Regions from separate parts of the Zea mays genome. Here region 2 is linked to region 1. The links are chromatin contacts, called in public Hi-C maps. All regions are on one chromosome and are shown on one strand. The core of a region is the stretch at or near the end of the contact, and the rest is flanking DNA. Distances in the headings are between cores, read along the strand shown. Region 1 holds the start of LOC100274211. Region 2 holds the start of LOC100274253.

Region 1 (4,247 bases), core at 589-3,088:
AGCAACCCCTAGAACTCTCCTCATCGATAGGATCTACCCGGAGGCGAGTTCTAGGGTTCTTCACGGAGAAGAAGATCCTCTGCGCCATCAGGGACCGTTCGGCCCTAGGCGCGGACCGTCCGGGCGTACGCAGGGAAGGAGCCGCTCTTGCGCCAGGCCGCGGACCGTCCGCGCCTCCGCAGAGAGCACCACCATGTGGTTCACTCTAAGTGTTTGGCGTCCAGATCAGCGCCAACAATGCCCTTACTTGATATGCTAGAATAGAACAGATCAAGGCATTACATAAAGAGTGATAAAAAGATAAAACTTCTGACAAGTTTAAAATAAAAAATCGTCTAAAATCTCCTCTTTTTTATTGCAGCTAAAGTATAACGAATTTGAACTTGAAATCTTATACTCCCTCCGTTTCGTTTTATATGTCGCTGGATAGTTCAATTTTGTACTATCCAGCGACATATAAAACGAAACGGAGGGAGTATATAATTAGAGCAGGGTGGAAAGAATATGTATGATTTCTTTTCAAAATCTTTTATAAACTTTGTTAATTCATGTGCAGAGGATATGTTCTCATGTTTTTAGGTGCAGAGATTGTGGTTGAACTCTGCAAACCACAATGATCCATAACGAAAAATCCTTCGCTACTTCGTACTGTGCACATTTCTTACACACTCTATATCCTGGCTAACGTGCAAGCAGAAATGCGGAAGCCAGTTTTCCACCGGCATGGAACATCTAGATGCTTATTTTTTCGTGACGAGGTCGGTCACATCTTTTCCTACAACGTTAGCATGATGGGTTTGGAGAACGATCCCAACGACCCAACCCCACATAGACTGGTCCAGTCCAGCATGGCATGGTGGCATGGTGCCGACGTGCAGTGGTCCGACTCCCTTTTACGAGACGCGATTGCTTTTCGAAAATGCACGGCTTGGGGAGGCTCGATCTAATTTTCATTAGATCTTGTTCAATTATTCTTATTATATATGAATTGGATGAGATTCAAAAAATTTAGAAGAACTTTGACTTGTTTAGGATTTAAAACTACCTAATTACACTTAATCCATATGAATTGAAAGCTAACCGAACAAGGCCTTATATGGTTGTAGCAGAAACACGGGTTTCTTTAGAACAAGAACTCCACTGGGAAAGACTACGTGGCTAATTAACCTGATTCGAACTGTAACGATCAGAATTTACAACGATTCTCTGCAATCTGCGTAACATTTGATTGTTACCCCGAAAGTTCCAGAAGAGGATTACAAATCTGCAAGCATTTTCCTCGGGTTAACAGGCTAATGATTTTTTTTGTTAGTTTTTAGGACAACCTGCATAGTACAATTCAGTTTGGTAACCCGTTAGGAGCTTTTCCAGTTTTCCTTCAGGGTCCGTTTGGATAAGTGGAATTGAATTCCATTCTAATAATAGTAATTTAGACATATATCAATTAAGCTAATTCGCTTTTATACGAAATATATTTGTATACTGTTATTAGGAAGATGTCCTATATATTTATGTGCTATATTTTTACTATAGAAGAGTGGAACAAAGAGTGTCATGTAAGTTACAGAATAGAAACAAATTCTACTCATGCATAAAATCATTTCCTATCCTCCACCCTATGAATTTGAGATAAGCTTATATCTAAACTTTGGAAAGTGGTGGAATATCAAATTCTAAACTAAATAAGTTACTTTATTGAGTGAATTCCAATTCCTTTAAAATGAAGGGATCCAAACACCCAGTCAGTCCATTCCGAGTTTAGGAATTCCAGGCAATATATAAGCCCATCCGGCGGTAGGCAGGCACACTCTGCCTTGCGAATATATATATCGCATATGCGCTCAGTTGCTTGCTTCCCTCCACCAGCAAGCTCCGCAAGTCTTCTCTTCTCTGATCAACTTGGTTCTCTACTCTTGGCTGCTTGTTGCCCACCCCGCTGTCAGGTCAGTTTGCTCCGCTCGGAATGGCCTCCCCGTCGACGGAAGCCCCGCTGCCTCACCCGACCATCCGGGACGTCATGGGCCACGACGACGACGACGACTACTACGGCGACCACACCATCGCAGAGGAGGAAGAAGGGGACGAGGAGGAAGAGGAGTGGGACATGAGCAAGCGCATGTCGCGCCTGTCCTTGGAGGGTTCCGACGGCGGCGACGCCGACGACGAGGCCGGGGTTGACGAGGAAGAGGACGACGAGTTCGAGGTGCCGGAACGGTCGGACGTCAACGCTGCCACCGCGTACCGCGCGTGGCCTCCGTACGAGGATCCGCAGCAGGCCCCGTCATCGGCGTCGCTCCCGGGCACGCCGGACCGCGGCGCGCAGGCGGCGGGGTGGCCCGGGGCGAGCGCCAAGGAGTACGCGAGCGAGACGGAGGCGCGGTGGCCGCCCGGCGCCGACGGGCGCGGCGGGAGGCGGCAGCGGCAGCACCAGCGCCGGTGGCAGCGGATGGGGCGCGAGGCGTGGCTGGAGCGCGCGTGGCGCATGCGGAAGCAGCGGCGGCAGCTGCAGGAGGAGGTGGTGCCCGTGGTGGTCCTCGGCGGCGGCGGCGACTCCCCGGCGAGCCGCGGCGGCGTGGCGATGGACATGGAGGAGGTCCGCGCGTGCCGCGACCTGGGCCTGGACCTCCCCTGCGACTGGACCGTGGAGATCCCCTCCTACTACGCGCTCTCCGGCGTCGACACCGCCAGCAGCGGCGGCAACTCGCCGGCCTCCGCCGGCAGCTGGCGCATCTCCAGCCCCGGTAACTAATCAACCAACCGAAACCCCGGGCCAAGCATTTCAGAATTTCTTTTTTTCTACTGCGCTGCTAGCACAAACGTAGCCGGCGATCTGTTTGTCAAAAGAGTGCTCCGAACGGTTTGTCCATTACCGTACGCGACTTGCGTCGGTCAGGTCGAGGCGCGGAGCCGATCAGATGAGGTCGCTCTCGCTCTCGCTCTCGCTCACCCTCACCGGCCGGCGGCGGCGGGTCAATTCGTAACTTCGTTGCTGCGCGCACGTCCATTTGGCATGATTCATTAATGAAACCGACGGGCGGGGGCTTTGCCTACCCGCCATGCACGCACGTCACCTCACATCGCACGGGCGGAATCGCATGCATTCGATTCGACGGCCGTACGTCTCCCTCTTTGGCTCTTTTGCCCTGCCTTGCCAGGCAGTGCACTCGAACCAAAACTAAAGAGCACGCGCGCCAGGTGTCATGCTCATGGTCACCTTCTGTCTCATTCACCTAGTACATGGCAATGGGCCGGGGATTCATCGGTGGCGTGGCGCATCTGTTACCTGTTAAGTAGGACTGTAGGAGTATTACTACTTGTCTGGCTAGGAATTGGACTCGCGCAACCCGTGTCGATCAACCTACGCCTGCGGCCTCGTAGCAGTCTCGGCACACAAAACGAAGTAGATCAACCAATAAACCATAGAGCATAGATTTACATCGAAAACCCTTCGGGCTTAGTTTGGGTACTCTAGGAATGAGACGGATTGAAGTGTATTGAGATGTATTGGGGGAGTTTTTGATCTATTGGGGATTTAAACACTCTTCAATCCCTCCAAACCACTTCAATCCAATAGTACCCAAACTAGGCCTCGATGGGAAGGAAAAACCAAAAACACTAGCCAGCTAAAACCTTCACAATAATGTGAAGTGTATACAGAACGCATCCTTGAACGGTGACAAACAAGAGGAGTACTAATAATAACGCCCGCCGCTAAATCCCTAATCAGGGTCAACAATATATACCGCGAGGCCTCCGTCCCCTGCACCCATGGCATGCAGGGTTGTTGGTCCATAGACCAGTTAGCGTCGCTCCGCTTCGGTCTAAGTCTCCGACGATGGTCTCTGCTTTTCTTGTTAACACGACCTCTTATCTAGAATTCGGATCACCAATTCAACACGGCCATCCATCTAGTAGGGTGGCAGTTCCTCACGCCGACGTGGATATGCGTCAGATCAAAAGATCAACAAGTCAGGAATGGTAGACGTCAGCACGGTGCCACATACGGTCGTCAACGAACGTACCATTACCAATCTAGCAAGAGCGCATGAATGATCATTAGGATTAGGCACGGATCGGATCGGGTGTGGGATGCCTGCTTTGCTGCCAGGCGTTCTGTTCGGTTAATTTCTTCATTGCATGATAATCCCGGTTGGTGTCTACTAGTGTAGCAGTAACGTGACACTGCTGTACGCCGCTGTTGAAACAGGGGACGATCCCAAGGATGTGAAGGCGCGGCTCAAGGTGTG
Region 2 (4,758 bases), core at 1,967-4,466, 460 kb before region 1:
TTCTTCAATCCTTTCCAACAACTGTGTGCATCTGCTCCGGCTTTGTGAGAATAATTTAGACTGCCTCACATAACGATAAGCAGCTAGTTTATCTCCAGACTTGAAGGATGCCAATGCCCTTCGCCTTGAACTATCAAAAGATAATTCTTTACAAGTCAGCAAATTTTTGCACTAGCATTTATCAAACTCCACTATGATCATAGTACAATTCATGGAGTTCAGTATTAACCCATAGTACAGAACCTTATTCAGTTTACGATTTAATCTAGACCTTCTGGTTGCTATATTAAATATTAATATACCAATGATTGTGTGACGTAATTTTCAACACTGAACAACATCCAACAGCCAAATGTAGGAATTTGAGATCCTAAAAAAATTGACATCACAAGTACAAAAGGCAGAAGGGGCAGCAGTACCAGAAAGGTGTGAGGAAGTGATGGAGAATCCAATAGCATGAAATTGTCAGATCTCGTAGCACTAGCAGGAAGCAATAGGCTGGGTAGCCCCTTCCCAATTCAAAAGGTCATATATAGAAAATCATAATAACCTATTCACTGTTTACATGTTGTGTTATTAATGTGTTGAAAGTAGATGGATCACCTTTGGGCAACCAGCGATATTAATGCACTTCTGTGTACAAAACTGGCCAAAAAAGTATCATCTGCTGGGTCATGTACTCTTCAGGAGTTTGCAATCTATAGAAGACAACCAACCAATACACGAAAGGCAGTCCTTTTGAAAGTTGAGATACACGAAAGATATTCCCTCTGCCCCATTATATCTGTCGTCTAGGCAGTGTTTTGGGGTCATGGTTATTAAAGCGGTAAAACATTATGAACCACCTTTTTAACATTTAAACATTTAAACGAACGTTGAAACGTCTTTTCAGACTTGACATAGAAGTTCAAATATAGAATAAGTTAATACATAAGTTGAGTACTTGAGTTCACAAACCAAATAGCATAAAAAGAAACAGATCAAGTTCAACCACACAAGTTACGACTTTTATGCATGATCAGTAACCATCATCGAACTCATCAATATTAAGACCATGAGCATATTTCCATCCTGGATCATTTGACTTTGGCCTTCGTGACTGATCTTTGAGTGGGTCATAGGAGTCATTACTTTGACCGACAGACAATGCCTCACTATTTGTTGCCATTGAAATTCACTGTGAGCAATATGGTTGCACAATCAGTAGTTCAGTACTCACCAATATGGTTGATCAAATAGAGATCGAATGATTGATTCACTGTGAGCAAAATCGGTACTCACCAAATGATCAAAATAGAGAGCAGTGGAGGTGGAGGATAGCTGGCTGCTGGTCTAGGGCGCTGGCGGAGTGGAGCCGCAGAGGATGGCTGGCTGGCTGCTGGTCTTGGGCGCAGATCTGCTGTGGGGTAGGCGGCCGGCGGTGGCGCAGGTCTGCTGTGCCTCCACGGCCGACGGCCGGCTGTGCCTCCATGGCTGAGGAGAGGAGAGACGCGCCAGAGATGTTGGAGGAGAGGAGAGAGGAGGGCGGCGGCCGGCTGAGCCGTTGGAGGAGAGGAGAGTGGAGGGCGACGTGCGTCCAACCACCTAGAGAAAAACCTAAAGGCCCAGGAAAGGCCCGGGACGGGTAGAACGTCCTCAGCACGCGTAAAACGTCCTAAAACGCGATTAGGACGCTTAAGCAACGCTTAAACTCGAAACGGACGTTCTACGCGGCTTACCTAAAACGCTCGGATGTTCCAACTACTAATCATGTTTTCTCGCTTAAACGACGCTTAAACGATTAATAACAATGTTTGGGGTGTCTAGATTCACATCACGTTCTATGCATCCAGACCCAACTTATGTCCAGATTTAGAGAATCTTTCTTGTAGCTGGTATAAAGCCAGAACAACAGATATAATGGGGCAGAGGGAGTACATTTAAACAACAGAGACCAAAGTGTGAAAAATACTTACATCTCCCATCGTCGATCAAGCACATCAAGCTGTTCTTGCAACTTCTCTTCTGTCCAGACTAAGTGCAAGGTGTCATGGTCAAGTTTGGATACAGCAGGAACTTGTGAAGCAGTGAGTGCAACCTTGACACCCTGCAGGCATGAATCCAACTGAACAAAATGCAGCATGCTAGTGGGCACTTGCTTCAGCAGAATAACATAATGCACGAGAAAAAAGGGAGCATGCCTCAATAGGGTCTTGTTTCCTGCCCAAAAGGTACCTAGCTTTCCCATGTTGCGTCAAAAAACATAATGCAATATGAGCATCATCCATGTCAACAAAGAAGCTATTGAATTTGCTAATCGTGACAACACATGTCGATGTCCAATGAGAGTCACTCAATTGCCTAGCAATATCGGCAGCTCGTTCCTGCAATCAACTAGCAGAGAAACAAATAAAAATACTGTATGCTACCAAACAAAGACACTTGGGTCGAGCAATTTCACGTACCTCAATCAACAATTTGAACACGAGGATATCCTCCTGCCAAACCGCCTTCCTGGAGCTGATGGTCATGAGTCTCACCCTCCTGACCAGCTGGTGCAGGTTCGTTGAGGATGGATCAATCAGCTCGGATTTCAGCAGTACGTCCCCATCCGCACGCATCTCTTCCTGAAAAATGCCAAAAAAAAAATTCAAAATCCAGTTCCCATGACCTAACGCAACAGCTGGAGAATCTGAGACAGCCGTACGACGGGCAGACCAGAACTTGCGGCAAGCATAGCGGCGTGAGCCCCCCGGGGCGCGCGAACCAAGCGCTCGTCACCTGCAGTTTGTCGGCGTCGCCCCGTCAGAACATTCAGAAGAGAGGAAGAGAGCTCAGGTGGGTTGGTTAGTGGGGCAGTCCGGCAGTGGGCGGGACGCATACGTGGTGGGCAGGGGCGGAGCAGACGCGGAGTCGCCTGGCGACGCGGAGGAGAAGGTCCTTCCAGAAGAGGACCGTGGGCTGAGGCCAGTCGCTGCGCTGCCCCGTGAAGGCCTTGAACCTGGCGCGGAGGTCGGCGCTGTCCAGGTCGTCCCACCAGGCAACGGCGCCCACCTCCGCCCGCACCGCCGCCTCCCACCCCTCGCCGGAAGCCATAGTATCCGAGAGCCGAGACGGTGCTGCCCGCCCGCCCCCGGAACCGGAAGCGGTACGAATTGCGGAAGCGGGTTTGGAGACCGGCGCCGAGGGGGAAGGGAAGATCGAGAGTGGACACGGAGGGGAAGCAAGAACGGGGAAATTTTGCTGGGCCTCGGTTTGTGACCGTCGTTCCAGGTTGTATATAAGGCCTGAGTGCCTGACCAGTCATCAAAACAGCCTCGTTTTTTGGCCCAGTTTCAACCAGGCCTAGAAGCCCATAAATTCTAACCAGGTCATTACAGCCCAAACGTTCCCAGGGCCGCTCCGAGCCCATACCAGCAGCTCACTCGCTTCGATTGATTCCGAGGGCTCGCGGGCCAGAGGGACACGTACGTGGCGTCGTCAATTCGTCTTCCAAACTTTCCCAAGCACAGGCTTGCTCCTTGTTAAGTAACCCTAGTTAGGGTTATGTGGGCAAATACCGACTTTGCCCCTGAGGGGTCTCATATCTCTATATAAGGAACATGTACACCCCTTCATAAGACAGAGATCAGAAAGAGGCCAGAGGTCCAACCATATATCCTGTGTCTCGTGTGTTTCTTCTGTCGTGCTTATGGGAAGGGAGACGGATTCTCTACAGCTTCTTGCGTCTCTACTGCTGATGGGAGGGAATGGAGCGGATCTGGTGATCCGTGGTAACGTAGTTCTCAACACGTTATCAGCACGCTCTACCTCGATGTTGCTGCGAGATCAGATCTGCATCAACTCTCCGTCAAGCCGGCAGGTCCCCGGCCTAGCCGAACAGTCCTACGCGACAGTCTTCGATTACTCCTCTACGCAATCGAACGGTATAATTGTTTTTTTAATCTAATGTTGGTGGAATCTCGTCATCGCCCACCATGTCCAGTGGGGCTCCTCTCGATCTACCCCGAGCACCATAGTTCGTGCTCGCCTTGGAGTCACGACCGCGCGTCGGACCTGCACCGCTCGCCCGCACATCAGAGATGCTCACGTCACGTCGAAAGCCGTGCGCCTGAGCTATGGCCGCGCCAGGAGCCGCACCCACGCCAGCAGTCGTGCGGCCCTGGCAACCGTGCTGGCTGTCACGCCAGGATCAGCGCCCGCGCCTGCAGTCGCGCCGGAGCCGACTGCCCTGGGAGCTACATCCGCCAGTCATGCATGTCGTGGTCTCGTGGAGATGAGAAGTCCTATCCTATTCTTGTGCGCCTGGAGTCGTGGAGATGAAAAGTCCTATTCTTGTGCTGCATGGAGATAAGGACGTACGAGAGAAAAAAAAGTGTTCGCACTATTCCATGCGTTCGTGCCATGAAAAAAGGCATTTGGGCCCACTTCCCTTTGACCAGTGAACGAGTCAACCAGACGCAGATACTTCCAGCGGTCTATCCATGCAAGACTCCTCGAGTAGGCCCCCTATTTTATATAAATAAATTCATGTTGAATTTAAACAAGTTAAAGTTGTATGTTTACTTTTACGTAGTAATTTCTACTTTAATTAATTATTTCCTGCAGTAAATAATTATTAGAAAATGCATGCTTAAATATGGAGAAATGTCTTTTACACCTGATGTGTTATGTTCATATATTAATTATGATGTTCATTTTTTCTGCATTAATAATTATTTTCCGTAGTAAATAATTAGCAGAAAATTATTAAAATGCATGTGAAGGTTATATTGTGTA

The links. A called contact is a pair of places that touch in the nucleus more often than the background predicts.
Region 2: a contact with region 1 is called in a Hi-C map of ear, with 3 times the contacts expected there. The contact joins the promoter of LOC100274253 here to the promoter of LOC100274211 in region 1. A contact is called at or near these places in 3 of 25 Hi-C or Micro-C datasets (ear, root tip and tassel).

What each region holds. Positions count from the first base shown.
Region 1 is chr3:48,765,536-48,769,782 of Zm-B73-REFERENCE-NAM-5.0, reverse strand. It overlaps LOC100274211, which reads left to right and starts at 1,838. Exons shown (of 2, transcript NM_001148583.1): 1 at 1,838-2,741; 2 at 4,208-4,247. The coding sequence starts at 1,964.
Region 2 is chr3:49,222,477-49,227,234 of Zm-B73-REFERENCE-NAM-5.0, reverse strand. LOC100274253 reads right to left here and starts at 3,216. Exons shown (of 8, transcript NM_001148619.1): 1 at 2,863-3,216; 2 at 2,698-2,760; 3 at 2,445-2,606; 4 at 2,181-2,363; 5 at 1,956-2,086; 6 at 1-130. The coding sequence starts at 3,075.